2 separate regions of the Mustela erminea genome follow, and region 1 is linked to region 2. Evidence: chromatin contacts called from public Hi-C data. All regions are on one chromosome and are shown on one strand. Each heading gives the region's core, a stretch centred on a gene start, on an enhancer-like site or on the middle of the called end of the contact. The rest is flanking DNA. Distances are from core to core; before and after follow the strand shown. Region 1 holds the start of LOC116579471 (carcinoembryonic antigen-related cell adhesion molecule 1-like). Region 2 holds the start of RABAC1 (prenylated Rab acceptor protein 1).

Region 1 (5,417 bases), core at 990-3,489, 170 kb before region 2:
GGGGCCTTCTACAGTTAGAGGTCAGACCCCCATTCATTCCCACAACATGGACACCCCCTCCCATCTGGATCTTGTGAACGACTTTTCCCTTTGGAAGGCCTGGGTGGGCAGCCTGTGTCCTTCCTCTTCTCTGAGAGATCTGACCTTGCACAAATTCTGGATCACAAACTCTAGATGCAATTACTACCAGGGGAGTTCAGAGCCCCACCCTGACCTCCAAAGACATCAGGAGCTGACTCCTCATCCTGAGGACCCTTGGTCTGTGGGGACACCTGCTATGTCTCCCTGAAGATGTCTCAGTAGCCCAAGGTGTCCTGGGGAACGAGGGTGAACTTCCCAGGCAGGAAAGACAGGAGAACCCAGCATCTGCCTGTATTTCCTTGGGGCTGAGTCTCTGGGTAGGGCCACCCCAGCTCCTGGTTCCTGTGGGGAGACCTAGAGCAGAGGAGAGACAGGGACACATGGCTCCCCCTCCCTGTTGTGATGGGGAGACAGGACATTGTAGTGGTCAGCCCCTCAGGCCAGTGCTTTTTCCCCAAAGGCTCAAGAGACCCCCTACTAGGTCATTCTCAAAATCTCGAGGACAGACAGCTCCTACTGAGGGAGCAAATCCCTCTGGGTGGAGAATTCTCCTGACACAAGAGCAGGAATCTTCTAGACTATGTCTATCTTCTCCCTGGGCTCATGGAGCCCTGGGATGGAGTCAGAGAGTCTAGAACCCACAGGGACCAAGATCCAGGCTGACCAATCCCTCACCTCTGCCCAGGGCTCAGGGACCCTCATCCTTTGGTCACCATCCCGGGTGCTATGCCCAGACTAGCCTCCAGGGGGCAACATAGGGACATGCAGACAACACACAGGACATTACCCTGAAGTTGGCTTTGGCTGAGGAGAGAGAGAAGAGATTGGTTTCCATCCCTTTCTCCCACAGACCCTTCTGGGTCCCTCCCACATGCCTGTTCTGTCCTGCGTACTCCTTCTAGGGCCCTAGCAGCACACTGATCTGTCAGGGGTCCCTGTGCAGCTCCCCATGCCCTGCCTGGCACCACCCATGGAGAAAGCAGGGTGACCACAGGAAGGTCCCCCAGGCAGAGGACACAGACTGCCCAGGAAGCTCAGGAGCACACAGACTGTCTCCGGGCCACAGTTCATCCAAAGGATACAGAGAGGGAAGGTCTCCTCAAAACATTTCCAGGAGCCGCAGCCGCCTGACCTCCCACCATCTCTTCTCTTCCCAGGACACACAGGGAACTCCCTTCACACCTGGGACTGGAGATCCTGAGACACCTGGTCCTGGGTCTGTGTCCCTGGAAGCAGAGGCTGGGCTGGGGACACCTGGGGATAGACCATGGGTCCCTCACCTGTCATCATCCAGCCTGCTCCTTTCTCACCCCCAGAGTCATCTCTGGGACCTTTCCGCCAGGAATCAGTCCAACCTCCCCAGAGCCTATGAGAGCACTGGGGAGACGGGTGCCCAGCTGGCCTTCTCTGTTACAAACGGAAATCATCCCCGGGATCTGGGGACCCTGGGGCTCTGTGTGTGGTGCCCACAGACTCAAGGCCAGGACACAGCAGGGGAGTGGGGAGAAGGGCCATCCTCTAAGGGAACTGGGTCCCCCTCAGTCTTGCTATTCAGAGTGAGCTTCCTGGGCCAGGGTGGTCAGCATCACCTGGGGGCTTAGTAGAGGCAGACTCTGGGGTCCACTCCACACCCACTGAGTCAGACTCTGCATTTTCACAGGATCTGCAGACCCTCCATGGGCACAGGAGGGGGAGAGGCGGCCACACCCCCACATCATGGTGTCTCAGCCTGGCTGGGCATCTGCTGAAGCAGCATTTCTAGGTGTCCCCTGGGCATTCACAGTCTTGATACAGTTCCACAGTGATCCCAGTGCACAGTAGGGGTGACATCCCGGTGACTGGAGTTCCTGAGGCGGCCCCCAGGCTCCTGCTGAAGGGGAAAGCCACAAGGAGAGGAGAGAGGGATGTGGGGGCGCTGCCCCTGCACCTTGACCCTGAGCTCTGTGGGTCTCCAGACCCCAACGCGACAGGCTTGTGCTTGTCCAAACAAGGGGGTGTGTGTACTCTTGCATGTAGTGTGAAATCACAGCTGAAGAGGGAGAGGCCTCAGCCCTTGTCAGGGAATCGAAATGTAGACAGAAGTGAAAGGGGAAGAAGGGGACAAGGAAGTGGGGAAGGAGGTAAGGGGTGGAGGAGCGAGGGGAGGGGAAAGGAGGGGCCCTGGCAGATACCCCGCCCCACACTCCTGCCTCCGGGGCCACTTAAGACAGAGCCAACATTGGGACAACTGCTTCCCTGAGCATTTCTGGAGCAGAAGCTCTTCTCACAGAGGGAGGGACAGAGCGGGCAGCGGGCAGCGGGCAGCGGGCACCATGGAGCCCCCTTCGGCCCTTCCCCGAGGAGGACGGGTCCCCTGGCAGGACCTCCTGCTGGCAGGTGAGAGGGACAGTTCCCTGGGAGGGAGTGGGAGGATGGGAGAGAAAGGCTGGCTGAGGTCTCCAGGGAGGACAGGACTCTGAGAGGGGACAAGGGAGCAGGGCAGGACTGGGGGAGCCGCTCAGCGACAGGACTGTCTCAGAATCTGGAGGTGGTGACCCACGGGCTGTTCCCCAAGTTACTCATCACTGAGCACTGAATTTGGAAAACTGATGATAACAACAACCAGGGACCCTAACTGCTGTCCCTTCCCACCAACCTGAGATCTTGACAAGCGCCAGACTTGGAGGGCCCTGGGGACAATTCATTCAGCCCCGGTATTTGCCGCCTGCCCCACCACGGGGGTACAGCACACATCAGACGAGTCCCTGCTCCCCAGGCTCACTTCTGTGGGGACGAAGACGTCTAGAATGTGAGGTCAGGTTCTGACAAGCATCATGAAGGGAACAGAACAGGGAAAGGTCAGGACATGGAGACAGAGGGTCTTCAGAGGAGGTGGTCAGGGCAGGCCTCTCCCGAGGCCTGCCTCGCTCGCTCACAAGCGAGTCCTCTCACGCTCCCCTGAGCGTGAGCAGGTATCTGAGGGCAGTGAGGGAGTGAGCCACAGACATGGGAGGAAGTTGTTCCAAACAGAGGGAGTAAGTTCCGAGGTGAAGCAGTGCGGTCATGCCGCTGACCTTGACCAGCATAGACACACAGATACCCGTGCACACTCACACACACACACTCCGAGGCTAGAGGGCTAGGGGATGCGGACCTGCTCCGTCTGCAGGGCCCCAGCTTTCCCTCTGACACCCAGGTCCAGACCCTGATCCGTCTGCTCCCTTCCCTCCTAGTCTCGCTCTTAACCCTCTGGAACCCACTCACCACTGCCCAAGTCACTGTGGAGTCCGTGCCGCCCAGTGCTGCCGAAGGGAAGGACGTCCTTCTGCAAGTCCACAATCTGCCTGCGGATCTTGTAGGTCTCACTTGGTTTAGAGGGGAAAGCATAGCGCCCAACCGTCAAATTGTAGCATATGTAGTAGCCATACAAGTAAATATCCCAGGACCTGCACACAGCGGCAGAGAGACAGTGTACCCCAATGGATCCCTGCTCTTCCGGAACATCACCCTGAATGACACAGGATACTACACCCTACAAATTGTGAATAGAAATGTTCAAGTTGAACAAGTAACTGGACAGCTCCGTGTATTCCGTGAGTAATTCCTTCTTATTTCTGGTGCTGGGTGGGGTGAATTCCTGCTTCACACAGGATGACAGGCCAGGACTGGGCCTCCATCCCTCTCTGCACTATGTCCCATGTGGGAGGAGGGTTCCAGCATTTAGTGCAGGACACACAGTGGAGACTAACTTCCTAAGATTGGAATTCCTTTCCTGGAATCCAGACTCTGGGATCATCTGAGAAAGACTCTGCAAGATCCATCAGGGCCAACCTGAGGGGCTGCCTGGGATCCTCACCAGAGCTCATCCCAGACCACTGTCTCAGGGCTCCTGACTCTAGTGACCCTGGGGCATCTGTGCCGGGATGGGGTTGGGGCTCCTGGGCAGACCTGACTGGAAGCAACCATATCTGGCTGCCTGAGCTGGTCACCAACCAGGGTTCAGTCTCAAGAGCCACATCGGGGGAGGGGCCAGCCTGGTCCTTCACCTGAGGCTCAGCATGGACAGCACAGACCTAAAAAGCCCCCAGTCCATTAGCTCTGGGGGATTTGGGGGACACCAGAGGAAGGGCAGCACCGCCAGGGAGGAACAGAGCAAAGAGAAGCTCCATGCCACCCCTCCTCCTCCAAGAATCAAGCCCAGGGAGCCTTCTCTTGTGGAGCAAAGTAGTAACAGCTGCTGTTTGATTGGCCAGCTGCTATAGCCCAAATTTGGGTCAGGTATTTGGGGTTGTTTAAAGGATAATGCACAGGCCTAGAAAGTAGAGGTCATTTACCATTCTTCCTGGTGCTTTAAGGGGAAACCAAGGCACAGGGAGACACCGTCACTGAATCAGGGTCACACAGACTGAGGAGCAGCAGATGGGAGTGACCCCGGTTCTGTGTGCAGACACAGCCCCGTCCTCTCCTCCGTCAGAGGGAGGGATGCTGGTGTGGGCGGTGAGAGCAAATAGAGGCTCGCTCCGTGTTTGTGTTTGGTCTGGAACCCAACACCCTTTGTCAGCAATCAGAGGCAGAACAAGCTGGCCGCCCCTCAGATGCCTGAGCCTCACCTCACTGTGCTGGACTTGAGATCTGATTGTTTCTGATTGTTTCTGATTGTTTCCTGGTGTGTTCCTGGCCCTCCCACTGGGTGTCCAGGGAAAGGATTGGCCTTCTGCTCCCCACTCTGCCCCTGAAACCAGCCCAGGATCCACATGTAGGAAACTCAGTTGCTTTTGTTTGGGAAGGAAGGAGGGAAAGGTGTGGGAGTTTCTTCCAATGAGGGCAGGGAGCCTGGTGGTCAGATCTCCTAGGATCCTGCACCCAGGGCGCCTCTCTGAAGAGATGATGGGTCGTTCATTCCCTCAACACCCCTGCCTCCTGCTCATCCCCTCACTCTCTGCCGGTCATTGGACTTGGCTCTGCCATGGGAGGTGTCACTTCCTCATGAGGGTCACTGCCTCACTCGTTATCAAGCAAATGGGCAAAGCTCAGGTCTTTGGGACCTGAGTCCTGGACTGACCTCCCAGCTTGTTCCTGTTGTCTCCAAGTATCATTTCTGCTCAGATCCCATCACCGTGCTGTTGTCAGGTCAGTGAGGAGCCAGGAGGGGTCCACGGCTGTCTCTGACTCTGTCCTGTGTCTTCCACAACCAAAGGCTGCTCTGTAATTGACATTGGAGACAGCCTGTGCTCTCAGACACACAGACCATGGGGTTTACTTTCTCTGAGGCTCAGGTCCTCATGCATTTGTCTTGAGATACACAGATCTGCCTTATTCTTTGAAGGACTCCAGTTGGCTGAGAGGTGAGAGATGCC
Region 2 (5,494 bases), core at 555-3,054:
ACTGAGCGATTTCATATAAGAATATAGAGTTCTGGCTTCTTGGGGCAGGCTGGAGGATAGGGTCCGCATGCTCCAGGCGCCCCCTCCATGCCCTGTGCCTGCATGACATGCCCTCAGGTGCCAGCCCACCCGTGTCACGGACAGAACACACAATCCTCTGAAGGACCCTGACTTGGGTCTTCCTGTTTGACCCCAGCTCTTCCATATCACCACTCTGAACCTTGAGCTTCCCGTGGGTGGAGACACAGGCCCCTCTTTCTTCCCAGTGGTACAAAGGGCCAGTCTGGGACCACAGGAGCCACAGACTTCAGCTTCCCTCTAGGAACAGTCCCAAGATCTTTCTGGCCCCGCCCCAGGCAGCTGTAAAGGACTGGGGCCCAGATCTAGGCCAGCGTAAGGTCGCCACCTGGTGTCCAATGTGGGTACCTGCAACTGATGCTTTCCGCAGAGAGGCGAGGGAGGATGGATGGATGGATGCGAGGGAAAGGAGGTTTAAAGGACAGGAGCCAGCTGAAGAGTTGGTTCTGGGGTATCTCTAGCTTTGAGAATACCAACCGGGGGGGGGGTCTCTGAGGCTGGGTGTGAGCACCTGGTGTGTCTGAGATTTTAAAGGATGGAATTAGGGGGAACCAGTGTAAATCTATGCTTGGGCAGACTGGGGTCTGGGGTCTAAGGCTTGTGTTCCAAGACCAGGATTTGAAGGATCAGGGAACTGTCTGGACAGGGGCTTTCTCACCAAAAAGCACAAACTTGGACTGCAACGTGCGCAGATAGAGGATGTAGCAGGCGCCAAAGAAAACTGCCAGAGCCACCAGCAGCATGGGGGACGTCACCCTGGAGAAGGGTAGGGAAGCATTGGTCAGGCGGCTGACCACCTACACCGGAGGACAGCAGGCTAAGTCTTTGAGGCCAGGCAAGACCAGGTCACATCCGGTCCCACGGTGTCCCGGCCAGGCTGATGGGGCAGTACGAGCCGGACCCTTAGGTGAAAAGGTCTGGCCGAGCGGTGCCGTGGGGGGCGGGGCCGACCCGCGCGGACTGGGCTCTCCGGTGGGGGCGCGGCCCCGCCCCGCCCAAGGGGTTCAGTGCAGAACGGGCGAGGCACTCACACACAGTAGAGGATGAGGCCCAGGAACACGAACACGTAGTTGCTCTGGTAGTACTCCACGTTGCGAACCAGGCGCTGGCACAGCTCGCCCAGGTTGCGGGGCCGCGAGAAGCGCCGCTGGTCCACGAAGGAGCCCCAGGGCCGGATGGTCGCGCGGCGCCGCTCCAGCCACTCACGGCCGGCGCCGGACGGGATCAGTTTCGGCAGCAGGGTCCTGGTGGGCAGCCCCGGGTCAGCCGTAGACCGGGGTTGAGCCCGGATCCCCCAACTCCCCACCCCCCGAGCAAGAAGGCGGCCGTGAGGGCTGGACTCTGGGGCCCTGAGGGGGACGGGTCCGAGCCTCCTGAATGCCGGAGGAGTAGGGGGCGGCCCAGACTCCAGTGTCCTCGAATTGGAGACCAGGAGCCCAGACTCTGGTGTCTGAGGCCCGGACTCCCGGGACTCGAAGGAGGAGGGGGCGGAGGGCCAGGGCTCCCGGGTTTCGGTCGGGGCGGGGGGCTAGAGCCGGCTTGCTCACGTGGCGCTCAGCCCTTCCGGCTCGGAATCCTTCTGCGGGTCCTTCTCGGTCGCCATGTCTGCGTCCTGAGGGGTAAAACCGTTACAACGAGCCCGACGCCCGGCTGACCACGGCAGCCCCGCCCGAGCCCGGCCCCACCCAGCGGAGCCGACGTGGCGAGGCCGTTCCGGAGCCGCCGTGGGCGGTGAATCTGCCGCGGAGCATTGCGGGAGTTGTAGTCCTCGTGGTGTTACGGAGGGTCTGGCTCGCGAAGCACCTTGGGAGACGCAGTCGCGTAAAGTAACGCTAAACCCCTCTGGGTATTGTGGGAATTGTAGTTCCAGAAGCGGGGCGGGTGGTGGTTGGGAGTGGGGTGTCCTGGGAGATCTAAAGGCAGAAGCAGTCGTCCTGTACTCCCTCCCCTGCGGAGTGGGGCTCGTGAGGAACTGTCGTCCTGACTCGGGTGCATAAAAAACACCGGGGTGGGGCCCATCAATCTGCATTCCTAACAAGTTCCTAGGTAATGCTGATGCTACTGGTCCACGGACCGCGTTTGAATGGCGAGACTGTGGATAATTTGTGGAAATCTATTCCTTTCTGGAGGCGGAAGCTAATGACAGGGCCATGGTTGCTGGAGGGGTATCTGAGGTGGAGAGCAAAGCTCCCCCCCCCATACCCTTGAGCTCCCAGGGATGGAGGGGTTAGGACTAGGGACCTCGGGATACCCCCCACCCCTCAGATAGGAAGAGGGGAGTTGGGAAAGGGTTGAGAATTTATTTGTTTATTGGCTGGGGTGGGTGGGGGTGGGTAGCAGGGCAGAGGGGGAGGGAGAGAATTTCTAGCAAGCTCCACGCCCTATGCGGAGCCCAGTGTGGGGCTCCATCTTGGAACCTCAGGATCCTGACCTAAGCCAAAATCAAGAGTCAGGTGCTAAACTGACTGGGCCACTCAGGTGCCCCCAGGTTTGAGAATTTTTGAAAGAGGGACTTGTTATAATTGAAAGAACTGGGATTCTGGAGTCAGAGATGAAAACCTAGGCTGTGATGATCTCCCCGAACCTCAGTGTCATCATCAGGACTGTGGAAACCCTGATAGTACCCCACTCATGGGTTATCATGATTTGGTTAAATGGTCCATGTATAGTGCTTAGAGGGGTCTTGATACCTGATATTCTTCAATAAATGGTAGTTGATGTTATTGCCATTACATCACAAATGTTTTGATTATATCTAGAGTTACACCTTCTAAAAAAATTATTTTAAGTAATCTGCATACCCAATGTGGGGCTCAGACTCACAACCCCAAGATCTAGAGTCCCAAGTTCCGCCAGCTGAGCCAGCCAGGTGCTCCTCACCTTCCTAAATTTAACAGTAATGTTAGGAACTGCTGGTCCCTTGGATGTCCCAAGGCGTGGCTGGTGTCTGAGCCATGGGCCTTTCTTTTCCCTGGTTCCCACAGCCATGGCTCCCTCTCAGTTCTTGCCCCTGCCCCTGAGTGAGTAATGGATAAATGGCCAGAATTCTAACAGGGTGCACCAGAAGAGCCTCAAGAAAGGGGTGTATGGAAGTATCAGGAAGCCTGGGCTCCCTTACCTGGACTGAAGTTTCAGGGCTGGGTGGGACAGTTGAATACTGCTATGGAATATCCAGGGGACTCTTAACCCCAGCTGTCTTCTGAGACCCATCTCCCTTCTGGTTTGGGCTATGAGGCCTGCTGGTGGGCATTCCTATGAGGCGGGGGAGGCAGCCTCTGCCATAGGGGCTGGTACAGCAGTAAGCAGGGAGGCCCCCTGTGTGGGAAGGTCACAAGCCAAAGCTGAATGAGCCAGAGTTTGAAGATCAGATTGGCTCGATCCTGTTTATTTCCCCTTTGTCACCCCCAGGCCTTTAGTGGAATCTTGTTCAGGATTCCCACTTGGGTCTAGCTAGTTTCTGGAAATCAAAGGAGGACTGTGAGTGCACAATTAGCCCAGAGCATTAATGGGGGAGCAGCACCCGAGTTCAAAGTGATGGGGGCAGCAGAGGTGAGAAGAGCCCCCAAGAGGGAGATGAATCTTGGGGAACAGACAGTGGGAGGCCTCCTCCTACAGCCAACCTTGGGGAGTCTGGGTTTGCTTTTGTTAGGAGAGCCAGTTGGGTTTCTTTATAGGAGGTGCTGAGCAGTATGGGCTTTGGACAGTGGTGTCCAGAGCAAGGATATTGTGGGGAGCGGCCCTCTGAGTGGGGTGTGGGGAGTTCTGAATCGGGGATCTCAGGAGATGGGGCCTCAGCACAGGGACAATGTGGGAGAGGAGCCCCTTGAAACTGGGATTGGGGGAGAGATGGGAGGGTCCTTGAGGCAGGGGGATGGTGGGAGATGGCAGGGAGAGGGCAGGTGGGCCCTGAATTAGGGGGATGGTGGGAAATAAGGGGGCCCCTGAAAAGTCTGTGGGAGACAGGCTCTGGCCCTGTGCTCCCTCCAGTCTGAGGCCTCCTTCCTGCCTCTTGGATCCCTGGAAGAAGTGGAGCTGGGAACGTAGGAGGACCTCAGCACAGACAATCAGAAACCTGGCTTGTGTCCCTGCTGTGTGACTTCAGGGAAGTCCCTGCCCTCTCTGGACCTCGGCTGTCTATGAGAGTACAGGTTGCCCCCAGTATCCCAAATGGAGTGTTCCTAGGAAAACTGCTATAAGCCAAAATGGGGTAAAGCAAAGAGTAGCCCCACTTTCCAGAAGTTCATGTCACTTCGCTTTGATAAAAGACCTACATTAGCACCTACATTAGACCTACATTCGCTAAATGAAAGAAATCCCAAGAGGACTTTCACTTTTCCGAAAAAGGCCATAAAGCCATTGGGCGCTAATGTAGGTCAATGTAATTGTAGGGTATGGTGGGCATGTGCACACTCACACTCAACGTCTTGGGGTTGGTCAGAGAGTCGACCTGGAGCCAAGGGCCGCTGCAGCCCAGCCAGGAGGGCTGGAAGTCAAGGGACGGACAACAGCCGGTGGGAATGCGGGATGACCTGTGAGCTCTGGGAAGGGTATGGCCGTCTTAAAGCGAAAACACAGCCTGTGCCACCCGCAGCCATCCCTCTCCTAAGCATAAACCCAACAGAGACGCATACGCAAGTCGTCGGAGGACACTGTTAGAAAGGTCCTAAAGCAACCGATACGTGGGACAGTGTGAGTGACTCTCACAGGGGTGCCGAGGACAAGAAGCCGGACACACACGACCACGTGCTTGTAGGATTTCATTTACACGAAGTCCCAGAACAGGTGCAACTAAAGGATGATGACAGAAATCAGAGCAGCCTCTGGTGGGGGAGGGGCGCTGGCGAGAAAGGGGCACGAAGGAACTTTCTGGGTGGGTGGAAATGTTCGGTACTTTGATCTGGGTGGTGGTTATGCACTGTAGGTTTTTTTTTTTTAAAGATTTTATTTATTTATTTGACAGAGAGAGATCACAAGTAGGCAGAGAGGCAGGCAGAGAGAGAGCGGGAAGCAGGCTCCCTGCTGAGCAGAGAGCCCGATTCGGAGCTCGATCCCAGGACCCTGGGATCAGGACCTGAGCCAAAGGCAGAGGCTTTAACCCACTGAGCTACCCAGGCGCCCCCCGCTTTTTTTTTAAAGTAGGCTAGAGCTCGAACTCATGACCCCAAGATCAAGACCTGAGCTGAGCTCAAAAGTCTGATGCTTGACCTACTGTGCCACCCAGGTGCCCCACAATGTCATCTTAAAAATCATTGAGCTGTGCCTTGTGCCTTTAAGATTTTGCACTTAAGGGCGCCTGGGTGGCTCAGTGGGTTAAGCCGCTGCCTTCGGCTCAGGTCATGATCTCAGGGTCCTGGGATCGAGGCCCGCATCGGGCTCTCTGCTCAGCAGGGAGCCTGCGTCCCTCTCTCTCTCTGCC

The links. Hi-C and Micro-C count contacts between places; a contact is called where the count stands out from the background.
Region 1: a Hi-C map of spleen shows a contact between it and region 2, with 4 times the contacts expected there. The contact joins the promoter of LOC116579471 here to the promoter of RABAC1 in region 2. A contact is called at or near these places in 2 of 3 Hi-C or Micro-C datasets (fibroblasts and spleen).

Annotation. Positions count from the first base shown.
Region 1 is chr19:806,539-811,955 of mMusErm1.Pri, reverse strand. It overlaps LOC116579471 (carcinoembryonic antigen-related cell adhesion molecule 1-like), which reads left to right and starts at 2,239. Exons shown (of 18, transcript XM_032324895.1): 1 at 2,239-2,457; 2 at 3,294-3,653. The coding sequence starts at 2,394.
Region 2 is chr19:639,864-645,357 of mMusErm1.Pri, reverse strand. RABAC1 (prenylated Rab acceptor protein 1) reads right to left here and starts at 1,804. Exons shown (of 6, transcript XM_032323140.1): 1 at 1,626-1,804; 2 at 1,110-1,322; 3 at 737-834. The coding sequence starts at 1,681. All of the region lies in intron 1 of ERFL (ETS domain-containing transcription factor ERF-like), which reads right to left.